Regions from separate parts of the Triticum aestivum genome. Here region 1 is linked to region 2. Evidence: chromatin contacts called from public Hi-C data. All regions are on one chromosome and are shown on one strand. Each heading gives the region's core, a stretch centred on a gene start, on an enhancer-like site or on the middle of the called end of the contact. The rest is flanking DNA. Distances are from core to core; before and after follow the strand shown.

What was found. Hi-C and Micro-C count contacts between places; a contact is called where the count stands out from the background.
Region 1: a contact with region 2 is called in a Hi-C map of leaf, with 6 times the contacts expected there. The contact joins two enhancer-like sites. A contact is called at or near these places in 2 of 5 Hi-C or Micro-C datasets (leaf and an unstated tissue).

Annotation. Positions count from the first base shown.
Region 1 is chr1A:448,105,173-448,108,883 of IWGSC CS RefSeq v2.1, reverse strand. No RefSeq gene overlaps it. Among protein-coding and RNA genes, the nearest start is that of LOC123055319, 67 kb to the right of the region's middle. Within about 2 kb of position 1,288, at least 5 of the 8 cell types and tissues checked have an H3K27ac peak or open chromatin away from gene starts, as enhancers often do.
Region 2 is chr1A:447,941,135-447,944,521 of IWGSC CS RefSeq v2.1, reverse strand. No RefSeq gene overlaps it. Among protein-coding and RNA genes, the nearest start is that of LOC123055288, 6.3 kb to the right of the region's middle. Within about 2 kb of position 1,486, at least 3 of the 8 cell types and tissues checked have an H3K27ac peak or open chromatin away from gene starts, as enhancers often do.

The DNA of each region.
Region 1 (3,711 bases), core at 39-2,538, 160 kb before region 2:
GTGTTGGTAGTCCCCGCTCGTAACTACCCCATAAATCCCCATTACCCGGAAATATAATGGGAACAAAAAGGAAAACAAGAAAGGGAAAAAGGTAACCAACCGCGCGAACCGGTATTTTTTTTTGTGCTTTCGCGCAGAAAGGGAAAATGGAAAATTCAGGTAATTCGAGAGTCAAACTGCAAAATGCAGCAAACCACAAACCGGAAAGGAAAAACCGGAAACCAACCGCGCAACTGGTTTTCCTTTGCGGGAGCGCTCCGCACACGACACTTGTCACGCACGGAGCGCTCCTGAACCGCTCATAATGAGCGCTCGTTAACTAGTTGCTCCCACGGAACCTCGCGGTCATTTGAAAGCGCTTCCTACATTGATACCATTTTGCTTTCCTGTTTCTTAAAAATTCCCCAAAAAAGTGCGCTAGCCGCGACTCGAACCCCACCCGTTCGTTTAGGTAGCCATCACAGCAACCAATTGAACCAGATAACCACATGTGTTATGGTTGTTCTTTTTATTTTCTTTATATATAAACGCAGAAAAGGCTGTTGTTTTCCCTGTTTCATTTTCTATCTTTGTTTTTTTTCTCTTTCTTATTAAAATGAGTGAACTTTTTTAAAGGTGACCAAATTTTCGCAAAAATGGTGAACTTTTTTCAAGTTCGATGAACTTTTCTCAAATTCGATGAACTTTTTTCAAATGTGATGAACTTTAAAAAAACAATGAACCTTTTTTTAAATCGATGAACTTTTTTATCAAAGTTGATGAACTTTTTTCAATCTCGATGAACTTTGTTTGAAAATTGGTGAACTTTTTTTTGAAAATCGGTGAACTTTTTTTGAAAATCAGTGAACTTTTTTCAAAGTCGATGAACTTTTTTTGAAAACCGATGAATTTTTTCAGTTTTATGAAACTTTGAATCGTAAATATATGAACTTTTTTGCAATTCGTGATTTTTTTAAATTTGTGGACATTCAAATTTTGTTCATATTTCTTTTCAAAAGAAATCCCGTTTTTCTAAAAAGGGCGTCTAAAGTTATTTCTTAGAGATTTCGTGTTGCAATCTGTCAATAAGAGCTTAATAGGTCTATTGGTTGGCCACCAAGCTTTGGAGCTAACTGGCGCAGGATCGAATCCTATCAAGATTTAGTTTCTCGGGTAGTTTTTCTGCACATTAATACATTTTTTGCACTGCCTTGCATTGCATTCTCATGGGCCGGCCCACTAGCGTGGTGCAGTGGGCGCCAGTTGCGTCAAAGGGCGCATAAGGCGCTGGGCAGGAGCTCTCCTTAACTGGCGCTTTTAGCGCCGCCAGACGAACCCGGCGCTCACGCGCTCTCTTGGGTGGGCCGGCCCATCAACGCTGCCATGCTAACGAGTTGGTTTTGTTCAAAAAAAAACCAATTTTGCTCGATAAAAAAGTGTGCTCCCGTGAGGATCCGAGCTACCACCGTTTAGGTCATGCACATGTTTCTTAACCACTAGAGCTACTACCAGATTGTGAATGTTTATGTTACAAAATAGTTAAAACATTGCTGCACTATTTCTTCCACATACATTCAAGAAAAAACGTTATTTTTTTGGAAAAAGATCTGAACAAAATATTAAAAACAATCACGACTTGGAAAAAACTTCATGTATTCAAAACAAATTTATGAATTAGGAAAAAGTTCACAAAATTTCAAAAAGTTTGTTGATTTTGGGAAAAAGTTCATCAATTTTGAAAAATAAGTTCATTGAATTTCAAAAAAAGTTCACCGACTTTCAAAAAAGATCATCTATCTTCAAAAAGGTTCACAAACTTCAAAAAAAAAGTTTATTGAACTTGAGAAAAAGTTCATCGAATTTCAAAAAAGACCACCTAATTTAAAAAAAGTTCATCGAATTTGAAAAATACTTCACGGATTTGGAAAAAAAGTTCATCGAATTTGAAAAAAAATCATGAATTTTGAAAAAAGTTCATCAAATTTGAAAAAACGTTCATACAATCCGGTGAACTTTTTATATTGAATTAGAAAAAAATAAAGAAAGAAAACAGAAAAGGAAAATAATGAATAAAAGAAAGAAGAAATAAAAAAAGAAAAAGGAAAAAAAAGAATACAAGAAAGAAGAAGCTGCACATGATCACATGACTGACCATGCTCGGGTGGTTAGCGAGTGTTGCGCTGTAACCTCACCGCGCGGGATCGAATCCTTATCAGCGCTTATTTTTGCAGCAGTTTACGAAGGAAAAAAATGATCATGGGCTGGCCCATCGGGGAAGGGGTGTGTGCGCCGTGTACCATTAACACTATAACCGACGCTATGAGCGCCGTTTAGGATTTGCCATTGATATATGTATGCCTAGCCGTTCTGACATGTCTGTTTTGAGAAAAAATTGCTTGGTTTTTTTTAGGTTTTGAGATTTTTTTTTGATTCCTCACGTGAAAAAACTTGTTTCATCATTTTGAGGTTAAGTAATGCCCTGGCTGCAAATATCAGATGTGCTTCACAACAAAAGCACATTTGTGCTTCGACGTGAAGCACATATGTCCTTCTCATATGTATATTTTTTGAAAAGTGAAAAGTACAGTTATGTTTCACGGTGAAGCACAACGAAAAGTAAAAAAGCATGATTGTCTGTTTGTAGGAAGCATAACTTTGGTTTCCCTTTTATCTTCATGTTTTCTTTTTTTTCTCGGGTTTCTGTTTTTTCTATTTCCTTTTTTGGCATTTTTTTGTGAAAAAACTTGTCTAAACCTATTAAAATGACATCTATTTTGAAGATCTCAATGCCAGAAACATTACAGCGAAAACAATTCATGTTTCGGATGCACGGTTCAAGAGATAAACCATTAACAAAAATATAAAACTCTTAGGTTACAACAAGTATCACACATGCAGTTAGCTCACTAGTCACCACAAAAAAAGGTGAGAGTGATATTTGCAAGGGTTACCATCTAACTAGTGATTTCACCATTCATCGCAGAACACGCACCCGATCGGTCACGCTTGCAGATATGAGAAGGCATGAGTAGACTTTTCCAGGAGAGTCCCTTTTTGGATTTGCCATTGATATATGGTATGCCTAGCCGTTCTGACATGTCGCACGTTAAGCGCAATCACGACAGACATGTTCTTTTTATTTCTTCACGTGTTTTGAGAAAAAATTGCTTGGTTTCTTCTAGGTTTTTGAGATTTTTTTTGTTTCCTCGCGTGAAAAAGTTGTTTCATCATTTTGAGGTTAAGTAATGCCCTTGCTGCAAATATCAGATGTGCTTCACAACAAAAGCATTTTTGTGCTTCGACGTGAAGCACATATGTCCTTCTCATAGTGTGTATTTTTTGAAAATTGAAAAGTATAGTTATGTTTCACGGTGAAGCACAACGAAAAGTAAAAAAGCATGACTGTCTGTTTGTAGGAAGCATAACTTTGGTTTCCCTTTTATCTTCATGTTTTTTTCTCGGGTTTCTGTTTTTTCTATTTTCTTTTTGGCAATTTTTTGTGAAAAAACTTGTCTAAACCTATTAAAATGAGATCTATTTCAAAGATCTCAACGCCAGAAACATGGCAGCGAAAACAATTCATGTTTCGGATGCACGGTTCAAGAGATAAACCATTAACAAAAATATAAAACTCTTAGGTTACAACAAGTATCACACATGCAGTTAGCTCACTAGTCACCACAAAAAAAGATGGAAGTGATATTTGCAAGGGTTACCATCTAACTAGTGATT
Region 2 (3,387 bases), core at 237-2,736:
TCCTTCGATTTCTACTTTTAATTTTGTATATACTTTTAGATATTCTAACTACATATATTCCAAAACATAATTTAATTATTATTTTTGAACGTTCATTGCGTGTTTGGAAAAATGTTGATGCCATGTAAAAAAATTGCTACCGTAATTTTGAAAATAAAAATCACGTATTTAAAGAAAATCAATTAATATTTAGAAAAATACTATATGTCATGAAAAATACTAGCTTTAAAAATGACGCATTTCAAAAATATATTCATGATATTTTAACAAAACGTTTATACAATGTATATAACTGTTCCGAACTAATCACTTTATTTACATTGAAAAAAATGTTCATGCGTCTGAAAAATATATATTTTATATTTAAAATGTTTAGATAATGTTAAAAATATTCAAGGTGTGTAAAAAAAATGTACTACACATATTTAAAGAGTTGAAATATATTTGAAAACAGGAAAAGTAAAAGGAAGATTAAAGGAAAAAACATAAAAATAAAAACAAAACTAAATAGGAAAGATAAACCGATGAACCGTGAAGAAAAGTACATAAAAGAAATAAACGGCTTGAAACCTTCCTAGAATAGGTGTACAAAAAATCTTCGGGCGAACTACTTCATGGTCCGGCCCATTCAATGACGCAGGAGCTCGCTCGCGCTAGAGGAGGCAAGGCGCAAAGGCGCCGATTCGGCGCCTTAAACGCCCGTTACTTCATAATGTGCAAACGGGCGCATACCCGCTCCTCCGTGATGGGCCGATTCATCTTCCTTTTTTTCTTTTTAAACGCAAAAACAGCATGCTACGGTAACCAAACAACCACGCCACCGGATGTGATTAGTTATATATTTTCCTTATTTTCTTCATTCTTCTTTCCTTTTTCCTTTTTTCTTGTTCCTTTATTCTCTTTTTTTGAAAGGGTTTTGTTTGGTTCTTTCTTTTTATTTTTTATTTCTCCTTTTCCTTTTCCATTTCTTTTTATTTTTATAAATTTGTGAGTTTTTTAGAAAATAATGAACTTTTTCAAATTTTCTATAATTCATGTTTTTTAAATCGTGAACATTTTTAAAAATTGATGAAGTTTTTTTCATTTTTTTCAAAATCGATGAACTTTTTCAAAATTGATGAAAATTTTCAAAATCACTGAACAGTTCTTTTAAATTGATGATTTTTTTTCAAAATTGACAAACCTTTTCCAAAACTACTAGACTTTTTCAAAGTCGATAAAAAATTTCATGTTTGTGATTTTTCTTCAAAATTTATTTTTTTGTGAGGGATTTTCGCAAAATCAAAAACTATTTTGAGGGAGAGCGAACATACCTGTGTGATCGAGAGCGATCTTTTTTTTTTCTCTGAGGGAGTGCGACCGAGAAGGAATCGAAGCTGTGCTTTTTAATGGGCCGGCCCAATTGTTCATGTGTGTGGGTGCCAACAAGGTCAACCGGCCCTAACCGCCCTATAGGAGCTCCCATGCAGAAGTACCTTTCGCAACAAGCGAGACATAGGTCATGCGTTGGAGTGTGTTTTGTTGCACGGTTGTAGGGAGCAGTAGCGCCCGACAACCTATGTCTCGTGCCAAATGGCCGCAACAGTGCGACCATTTAAAAAGGTAAGACATGGACTTCTTTGCTCCTTAGGCCTCGTTTGTTTTCGAGTGATCCCGAGAGGGTCCCCGCGAGTTTATTTCGGCCTAGTTTTTCCGCAGGCCCATTTGGTGATAGCTGGGAGTGGCACTTCCGTCCCTGACCTGCTCCAATTCCGCGGGTTGAAAACCATCGCCTCCTCCCTTCGGGTAGACTTTCCTTGTCTCTATCGCGAGGCACCCGCCTCCACTCCAATGACATGTTCTTTGCTTTTGGAGTTTTCTATTTAGACGGAAGACATTCACACCCGTGGACTCACGTGCAGCAGAAAATTCTCCCCCGTGATTTCTCTCCCCTAGTTATTATCTCCCGAACGACCAACCGAAGCCTTAGTGTGAACAATACGTTAAGTAAAAGTAGCAAATAATTTTGAAAAATTCTGAATTTTTTGTGTGACAGACATTGTTGTGTATTTTATATGTTGACTAGCAAGATGCCCGTGTATTGCACGTAGCGTCAAGATGCATTTTTTTAGAGAAAAGTATACTTTTCGTCCCTTAATTTTTTGTGAAGTCTAGATTTGGCCCCTTAACTTAAAAACCGGACAACTTGCATCCCCAACTACAGAAACCGGACAAGGTTCGTCCCTGGACTCAGTTTTGACCGGTTTTGGTGTTGACTCACCCCGGTTTTGACCGGTGCTCACTCATATTCCTGTAATTTTTTTATATCAGTGAACTTCTTCAAAAATAAACATACTTTTTTCAAATCAGCGAACTATTCTAAAATTCGCATACTTTTTTCAAATCCTTGATTTGTTAACATTTACGTACTTTTTCCAAAACCCCGTATTTCTCCCAATTTTGCGTAATTTTATCAAATCCAGGTATTTTTCAAAGCCATGAACTGTTTTTGAAATTCGCATACTTATTTCAAATCCACATGCTTTTCAAAGTCCGCATTTTTTCAAATCCATGTTCCTTTTATAATCCATGAACTTTGTTTGAAATTCACGTACTTGTTTCAAGTTGAAATAATTTTTGAAATCCACATATTTTTGTGTAAAAGAAGTCCATATCCACGTACTTTTTTCAAGTTCGCATAAAATTTCAAAATTCATGAACTCTTTCAAAAAAATGTATTCTAATATGAAAAGGTACATAAATTTTTAAAAATTAAATGAACTTCAAAAAACCAAATGAACTTTTAAAAAATACGCATATTTGAAAAAGTACATGAACTTGGGAAAAGTACACAGATTTAAAAAAAGTACACAAATTTTAAAAAGGTTCATGTATTTGGAAAAAGTAACCGAATTTGAAAACATTACGTGGACCTAGGAAAGGTAGGCAAATTTGAGTCGGAACGGTCAAAACCGGCGTGGGACGGGACCAAAACCGGTCAAAACTGTGACCAGGGATGAATCTTGTCCGGTTTCATAAGTTAAGGATGCAAATTGTCCGGTTTTAAAGTTGAAGGACCAAATCTAGACTCTGCAAAGAATTGAGGGACGAAAAGTATACTTTTCTCTTTTTTTTATATAAAACACATATTGTGATTGACCCATGCGGAAGTAATCCCATGTGTAAAAACTAATGATATCTTGAGAAAGAGAAGAGATAGGGTGAGGAGGAGTGTAAAAACCCATGCGGCCACCATGCCAGATTGTTCCAGAGGTTTCCTTTTTTAATTGCTCAACAATGAGGTTGTGGGAGATAAGGATGAACAAGGGAAGGCCTTATTTGCAAATATGGAGAGAGGTGCGGGCATCTTTTTGCAAAATTGCCATAGTTTGCTTTCTATCCGTCAAA